Regions from separate parts of the Drosophila melanogaster genome. Here regions 1 and 3 are each linked to region 2. Evidence: chromatin contacts called from public targeted proximity ligation data. All regions are on one chromosome and are shown on one strand. The core of a region is the stretch at or near the end of the contact, and the rest is flanking DNA. Distances in the headings are between cores, read along the strand shown. Region 1 holds the start of Alg-2 (Apoptosis-linked gene-2). Region 2 holds the start of Tim17b (Translocase of the inner mitochondrial membrane 17b). Region 3 holds the start of CG41099.

The links.
Region 1: a contact with region 2 is called in a targeted proximity ligation map of the S2 cell line, with 5 times the contacts expected there. A contact is called at or near these places in 8 of 107 Hi-C or Micro-C datasets (the Kc167 cell line, the OSC cell line, the S2 cell line and 2 more) and 3 of 7 datasets of targeted methods (the Kc167 cell line and the S2 cell line).
Region 3: a contact with region 2 is called in a targeted proximity ligation map of the S2 cell line, with 4 times the contacts expected there. A contact is called at or near these places in 4 of 107 Hi-C or Micro-C datasets (the Kc167 cell line, the OSC cell line and the S2 cell line) and 1 of 7 datasets of targeted methods (the S2 cell line).

What each region holds. Positions count from the first base shown.
Region 1 is chr3R:3,621,803-3,624,502 of dm6, reverse strand. It overlaps Alg-2 (Apoptosis-linked gene-2), which reads right to left and starts at 1,360. Exons shown (of 3, transcript NM_001110989.3): 1 at 1,228-1,360; 2 at 798-1,173. The coding sequence starts at 1,286.
Region 2 is chr3R:3,733,561-3,736,260 of dm6, reverse strand. Tim17b (Translocase of the inner mitochondrial membrane 17b) reads right to left here and starts at 1,406. Exons shown (of 3, transcript NM_001015401.3): 1 at 1,095-1,406; 2 at 815-992. The coding sequence starts at 1,238.
Region 3 is chr3R:3,845,473-3,848,172 of dm6, reverse strand. CG41099 reads right to left here and starts at 1,444. Exons shown (of 7, transcript NM_001110981.2): 1 at 1,279-1,444. The coding sequence starts at 1,282.

The sequences.
Region 1 (2,700 bases), core at 111-2,610, 110 kb after region 2:
TTTGTGGGATTAAAACGTTCTAAAGAAAATATGCCCTGCGTAAGCATTGCTAGAATCACTAGTTACTCTACGAGTAACGGGTATAACAAATTAGAATGCTATGGTAAATTACCTTGCCTATCATAGCTTAAAAGATGTGTATTTAGATATTGATAGAAATAAGTAAAGTTGTGGACGCTTTAGCCGCTTTGTGGGATTGCTAGAATCACTAGTTCACAACGTTTATACTAGTGTTTCTGATCAGGGATATACACACTTTATAGGGTCGAAACCGCTTCCACTACATACTTCTCAACGAACGAACGGGTATACTACCCGTTTACGAGTAAAAGGTATAAAAAGGATGGCATAGAGGGAAATGCGCCAACAACGGGAAACGACAACAACTTATATATGAATATAATCAATAATAGGAAATATAGACATAAGCACTCTCAGCTAAACTTTACACATCCTTAGCGAGCATAACAATGGGAAAAGCATTGCTATAATATCTCCAACTTCTCCAACTTGCACACCCCCAATCGAAGTAATGGGTATCTGATGATTAGCATACCTCCCGTGCACTCCCACTACCTGAGTAACTGGTAGTAAAGAACTCGACTATAGCGTTCTGACATATTTATAAGTGGTGAGCGTTTGTTTGCAAAGACATTAGAAAAAACCCGAAACGCCATACAATTTTTTCGTGCTGGCTTCAAAGCTATCTCAAAAATTTTTTCATAAGCCAGACAGCGAAAATCTCTAGAGCCAACAGCTACCTTGTACTCATATATTGCAATAACAGTCATACTTACATACAGCACAATACAACATTGAATAAAATCATCGAAAAGAATTGTACCACGCCCAAAGCGGTCAAATTTTCGTAGTAAGACGTCGATTAGGTGGTCAGATAAACGATAACCAAATGATGTCAGTGCTGTTTTCAGCTCAGTTTTGTCAATATTTCCAGAATTGTCACGATCAAAGGATCGAAAACAATTTTGCCAATCCGTCACATACTTCCACAACGCTCCAAAATCTTTAAAGGACACAGTCCCTTTATTTTCACGATCAAACATTCCAATCATCAAACGGATAGTCTCCGGATTAAATGCAGACCAGGTACCATTCGAAAGGGCCACTTGTAGCTCATCTGCGGATATATGACCACTCCTATCTTTATCCACTCTAAAAAAAAGTCGCTTTATCGCTAGTTAGAAGTATTTATTCTGTGACTGTTACCTTTGAAAAACATCCCAAAGAAATTGCTGGTCTGGCATACCATCATGATTGTAGGCCATTGGTGGATACAATTGGTTTGTTACAGTGCAAACTTTGCAGAATAAAACTGTTATCGTTTATTTGAGGACATACAATTTTTGATTAATATCAATGTGCAATAATTTGACAATTTTAATTATACCATATTCCAACAGACCTAAATGTTTCATTATAGACTATTCGCACAGACAACAGTTGAGAGATTTAATTCTAATATATGATATAGATTATTTATATCGCCATTAGTAAGCTAGCTCAACAAGTTTTGACATAGTTTTAAGATTTAAGATATGTAATTAAAAGGAAATAGGTCTGTTAAAAAATCGCTTTTCCGTAACCAATTTTTAAAATTGACTAATGGATTAGCTAACGGAAAATCCCTCTTCTGTTTTAGGAGAGTAAATATATAGATATAGAATAAAACACCTAAACGCATATATAACGAAACTTTTTTCCCTAACCTTCAGCTATTTATATGGCACAACTAAACTGCAGATTAACCACCCACAGGTAGACCTTTAAGAATGCTACAGAAAACACTTTCGCTTCAATTTCGCTACAGCACGAAAACACTCTCTTTGACTCTTTGATCAAAGTCAAAAACACATACAAAATTTTTTTTTACAAAATTTAAAATTATTCTTTTTAAGTGATTAAAATAGCCGTATTAATAATTACATATGTAAGCATAATCATTATGGCCCAGTGCCCAATCCAATACAATTTGTGCACCTGCAGTGACACTATTTAGTAAGAATTTAGAATAATATTATATAAAAACACGAAACCAGAGTAGAATTTTTGGAGTATCAGATACCCGATACTCATCTAGGGGGAGAGAGCTGTAGAAATTTAAAAATATTTGTTTCTTTGTTAAGCTTTAATATATTAAACTATTTATTAAATTTTTAGGTGACGATTTATTTTGCCATTTCATTAGAAACTGGTAAAGCAAAAAATGAAATTTAAAATCATAGTTCAAAAAATTTTTTAAATGGAGGAATAAAAATTTTGTACGTTTGTGTCAAACCCAAACTAAGGCAGACGAAGCGTGTCAGGTAATTGAGCCAATTGGAACATTATCATCGGGGATATAACATTGTTCCAAAGTGTGGGCATGACTGGCTGGTCGACTTTTGGGCGATAGAGTGAGCGTGGCAAAAAGTTTTTTGGCAAATCGATACAAATTTACAGGATGGCATTGCCGGCCGTCCTAACACAAGTAACAGCCAACGATTACCAGCTATCTCTGGAGTACGAACATGACGTGAGTTTAAAGAACTTGGAAAAGATGGCCGAGGTCATTCCTAACGGAGGCAGAATTGGCTCTGCTCACCTTTTCTCTCTTGTGTTTCCTGTGGAGGAAACCAGGCAATATCACCGTGATCTCGCATCCGCCCGTTGCCTCCGGACAGACCAAGGCTACTTAACCTG
Region 2 (2,700 bases), core at 157-2,656:
AGCATTATAAAGCTCTCTCTCGCTCTTTGCCAATTCGCCCCGCCTCGCCTATGAAAGTGTGAAATAGAAGTTACACTAGTGGGCATAAGTATTTAGAGAATGTTCAACAAACTCCCCGATCGGTTGCCAAAGAACTAAAAGGAGCATAGCTAAAATGTGATAGACGCTGAGGGAGGGTATATTTTTTTTTATCAATTTGTTATAATTTTTTAGTTGACTTTTTTCTTTTCAATTTATAACATTAAAAAAAAAATTGTCTAAATACTTATGACACTGCTAATGTGTAAAAAAAATTTGTTAAATCAACAATGAAGTTATCCATATGTTTATGTTACCTAATTTAACTACGATAGTCTACCTATTTACTAAAATTATTAAACAATTTTCCTTTAAGTAAACAATGAGTTACAAACAAATATATTGATATATTTCTTGCCTAAGTTTTTATGCCCACTAGTGTATGTTGAAGATTGAAATGGTCAAGCGCAAACGCATTTTTTTTCGTCTCTCGTCGGTCGCCGCCTAATAATTTAATTAATTCTTGAAGATGTCAATTATCTTTTTAATCAACTTATTAAAATATTCATTTGGATAACCTCCTGTAACGACAATCTAGACAAATTACGAGCAACTTTGTCAAAAAAATGCATGTAACTTATATTTTTTATGTAAACTAAGTTCTTGATAGTTCACTCTCTTATTCTTCCGATTACGGAAAACATTTAGAATATAAAAATATTGTTGAACATTCATTCTGAATTTGATTTTCCAGGCTTTTGAATATGAACTTTTTTTGTAAATTTACAAGACGTACCATTTCGAGCGGCTAATATTCCTCCAGTTGCAGCGCCACTTATAATCGAATTCCACGGATCTTCTTTTTTTCGAAAGTGGACAAGGGTACAATCAATGGTACTGAACATACCACCCCAGACAGCAAAATTGCCTGCTATAACGGGTGACCGTGTTTTTATAGCAATTATGCTTCCCACCTAAAGAACAATTTTTTAAATTTATTAAATACTGTTAATGAATTTAAGAACGCTACAGTCTTTAATTATATACTATTACACAATATATAGTAAAATTCTTACCAATCTTCTATTTAAGCCAGAAGGTGCATTTCGAAATCCTTTTATTGCTTGAAATACTCCGCCCCCTATGCAACCCATCGCAAATGCGCCACCACAATCATCAACTATTCTGTAAGGGCAAGGTTCCCGAGCGTATTCCTCCATATTAAATTACGTTGAAATAAGTCCAATAGAAGCTATGTGCATTATATTCACGTGTATTTAATTACATTTTCTTTTTTGCTTTGAATTGAAATGATTAAAATCGTACGCAGGGTTAAAACATAATTGAATTTGATTCATGAGTTAATATCGCAGCAGCGACTTAATGTTATGTTTGAAACGATATAAAATGAAACAGCAAATTCAGCTCTTAGTGGTCCTTAATAAATATTCTTATTAGTGGCTTTCTAACATGGTGGTTAGGAGCGCAATAGAAGTGGAGCATTAAGGCGGCGGTGTGGCATAACTAAAAATAGCAGCACCGGCAATACATCAGCAATATACACTAGCCGGCATAAGTATTTTGACAAAATAAACGCTGCACATTTGTCAGTGAAACTTTTAAATGGCTTGACATGGTAGTATTGATTATGTTTTATTTATTTGTGTGTCAGTAATATAAACTTAAAAATTAACAAACGAACATTTTTTTATTGAAACTTAAAAAGTTATAAACAACTTAATGAAATGTGATTATTTTTTGTATGGCATAAGTATTTTGACAGGCCTTCAATTAAATGAAAATAAGTTTAAATTAAGCTGGATTAGCTCCTTCGCTCCAAAAAAAAATTTTGGTTTGTTAATTTTTTAGTTTATATTACTTACACACAAAATAATAAAAAATAAGAAAAAAAAAGCTATAAAAAAAGATTACACTAGACTCTTTGAAAAATATGTAACAGGCGGAAGGAAGTGTTTCCGACTATATAAAGTACATGCATATATGTAAACAATGATAGTGATGGTGACAACTCTGCAGAAACTATCGATAGGATGAGGAGAGCAGTTGGCTGGAATGATCGAAGAAGAAGTTGCTGATCATGAAGATAGAGGTGAGTCGTCACCAAGAAGTCAAGTAGAAAAAGTTGCAAAAGAAAATTCGAAAAGAACGCGCATAAGTCAAGAGTTGTGGAAAAGCGAATAAGTCGGTCGGTTTTTCACAAACGATTTGTCAAGTCGGACAGTCGTTGATAGCGGAAGTATTGTTGCGTGTTGTTTATTTTTTCAAATATTACACATTTGTCAATACTCTTAAACTTAGCTTTGAAATAATAAATAAAAATTACATTCATATTACATATATTCTTGATCAGGATCAAGAGCCTAGTCGACCTTGGCATGTCCCTTTGTCCGTAGGTTGAGATTAAGCAGACATATTGTAAAGACAAAGACGCAGCGCAAGTTTGTTGACCCATGTTGCCACGACCACTCTAAAGCCCACACAAAACTGCCACGCCCACACTTTTGAAAACTGTGTTAAGGATTGTCACATATATATTAGTCTTGTAAATTTCTATCGATTTGCCAAACAACTTTTTGCCACGCCTACAATAACGCCCTATAAGCTCAGAAACGATCAAACAATCAAACAAACAATCAAAATTGTTAGATATTCTTTCATAAT
Region 3 (2,700 bases), core at 195-2,694, 110 kb before region 2:
ATTTTGCAAGTAGCACATAATTAAATATGAATTGTATTACGCGTTTTTCTTTTCGTTTCGTTTATTTTCAATTATATTTTCATTTTCTCCATTATTTTAGCTTAACAGCATTAAACAGGTACATATGTAAATAGATGCTTATATTTATTATGTATTTTTATATTTATATTTTTATGTTGTTATTATTAATTATCATTGTCATGCAGATGTTTATTTATACCCTGGTATACCCTGGTAATATATTAACACGGCTACTGATACTGAAATTTGTACACTTGTGATTAAATAAAAAAAATGAAATATTTATTAAACCGGGATTTTGTTATATTTTTTGGGAACACTTCCCTTTCTTTGAAAGAAATATTATATCTACATAGATAATATATGGAATACATCTAGAAGACTGGGAAGAATACATCTAGAAGAAGGGATTGCTTACTGAAGCATTTCTGGGAATTAGTTAGTTAGAGTAGATTAGAGTCTCCATGTCCGTCAAAAAAGGTATGAAGGTAGAAATTGTAGGCCTTTTTAATTGATAAGTGAATGGATTACGCTTTCAAAAAGGTATTTTAGTTCCATTTAAACTCTAATATGTATAGGGAGTATGCTTAAACGACAACTAAGTCTTCGCACTATCTAACATCCATGTGGCATCCACCTCCATTTGCCAAAAATATTTTGACGTGCACCAATGTTTATACTAACGATGTCATTATTATAACTTCTAATATCAAACCAAAAACCTTTAAACAAGGTGAGATGAAAGTGTGCACTTTTTGTAAGCTTCCAGATAAAGTAGTAACTATTTCTATGACAAACTTTCTATTGTAATCGATGAGCATTTCATTTGGCTCTTAAAAAGGCACCTACACAGTTGAACACGTGAAATACGGACATATAATAGACCATGGTCAATATATGAGACCATATCTCAACAACAAGGCCTGCAGTTTATTATCTTTTCGGCAATAAATTTACGTAGAGATCATGCGAGAAAAAATCGGTGAGCGTCGGCCATTTAGCTGACTTCGGCTCATCCAAACTCATTATCCGCTCAGGGATGAGCGGACATTATGAAAATGAATCATATAATTGGTAGGCAAAGAGTCGTACTGAATTATTAGTTTTTATTTAAAGATTAAAGGACACGCTTCTCCCAAATACATCGCTCGTATGTGAATGCATATGCTGTCTAGGATGGAAGGCAAATAAAAATATATGTACATATGTATTTTCGCAACAATTGTGGCCGAACAGATACCTGTTTTCATAACATACCCATCAGATATGTGGGCACAAATTATTATAAAATACGAGTTTCTTCACGAAATGCACCCGCTGCTCTTAGTATTGATTTAATCGCAGCTGTATGTTCGGTCTTGAGTTGGTTCCGAATGTAGTGTGGTATAGCTCACTGTTATAAGACCCGATAATTACAACTGTTAGTATCAGCCCTGTCCATACTATGAATTTATCCAGTCCAAAGCGTTCTGACACAAATCATTTTTTTTTTTGAACGTACTACCGTCCTCGAAATCTAAGATATGTAACGTTTAACGAAATAGATTGATGATGGAAGGCAAGCGCACCTGTATTGGCGGGTGCACGCTTTAAAATCCGGCATATTTCCCATATTTCAGTTTTTTTCAGTGTTGTTCTTTTTCACTATATTCTTGTTTCATAAATTATTATTTTTTCAAATCAGTATCCTTCATCAAAAAAATATAAAAACGTAAGACAGTCGGTCTCGAGTAAATTCGGTTAGATTTTACTTAATATTTTATTGTTAACTTCCGCAATGTTATTTAAGTCCAATAAATTGTTCATTAGAATTTTTTAAATCATATGGAAACCCAAGTTCTAAAATAAATTTAAAATATTAAACGTGTTTAACTGTAACTGTAACTGAATTCAAATTATGTATACTTGCTGCACACAGGCAAAGAGTGATCGCCGATTAGTAGCGAAAACACTCAAAAAGGAATTAACCGTTGCTCGCAGGCAACTTGAGTGTTTGAGTACACAAGTTTCTTATATACATACATCGTTGTTCATTATACATATATGTTCATTATATATTCAACATAAAAAAATTGTAATTTACTTTTGTTTATTAAGCTTCCATGATATTCCCCGGTGTATAATTGGAAAATAAATTTTTTTTGCTTAACTTCTCTTCGTAATTTCCCTCAGTGTGTTGTGTGTGTTATATCCAATTTACATCTTATATGTTAATAAAATTCACTCAAATTTTTAATCCTCGGCAAACGATCGATTTCCCGGCGCATATGAGCTGAAATAAAAGCGTGGCATTTTACACGAATACTTTGAAAATGTACGAACACACAGATACTCTTACTCCAATTTCGAATCAAACGACTTTAAACAGACTTTTTATTTCAAATTTAACGCGAAAATTTAGACGCGCACTCTCTGAAAATGTATCCATCTTGGAAAAAATATTAGATTAGGTTAGCTTATAAAAAATATTTAATAATTAAAAAAATTCAATTTATATAAAATTAAATAAAAACACAAAAGTGATGTAAACTATTGCTTCTTCTTGGGTACATATTTTTATAACTTGTTGTAAAGCCTTATAAAATTTAATTTAAAAATAACTTCATATTCTCATTTTACAAGAAAACGAACTTTTCACAACTTGACTCCACGACGATTTGATTAGAAAAGAAATAAAAC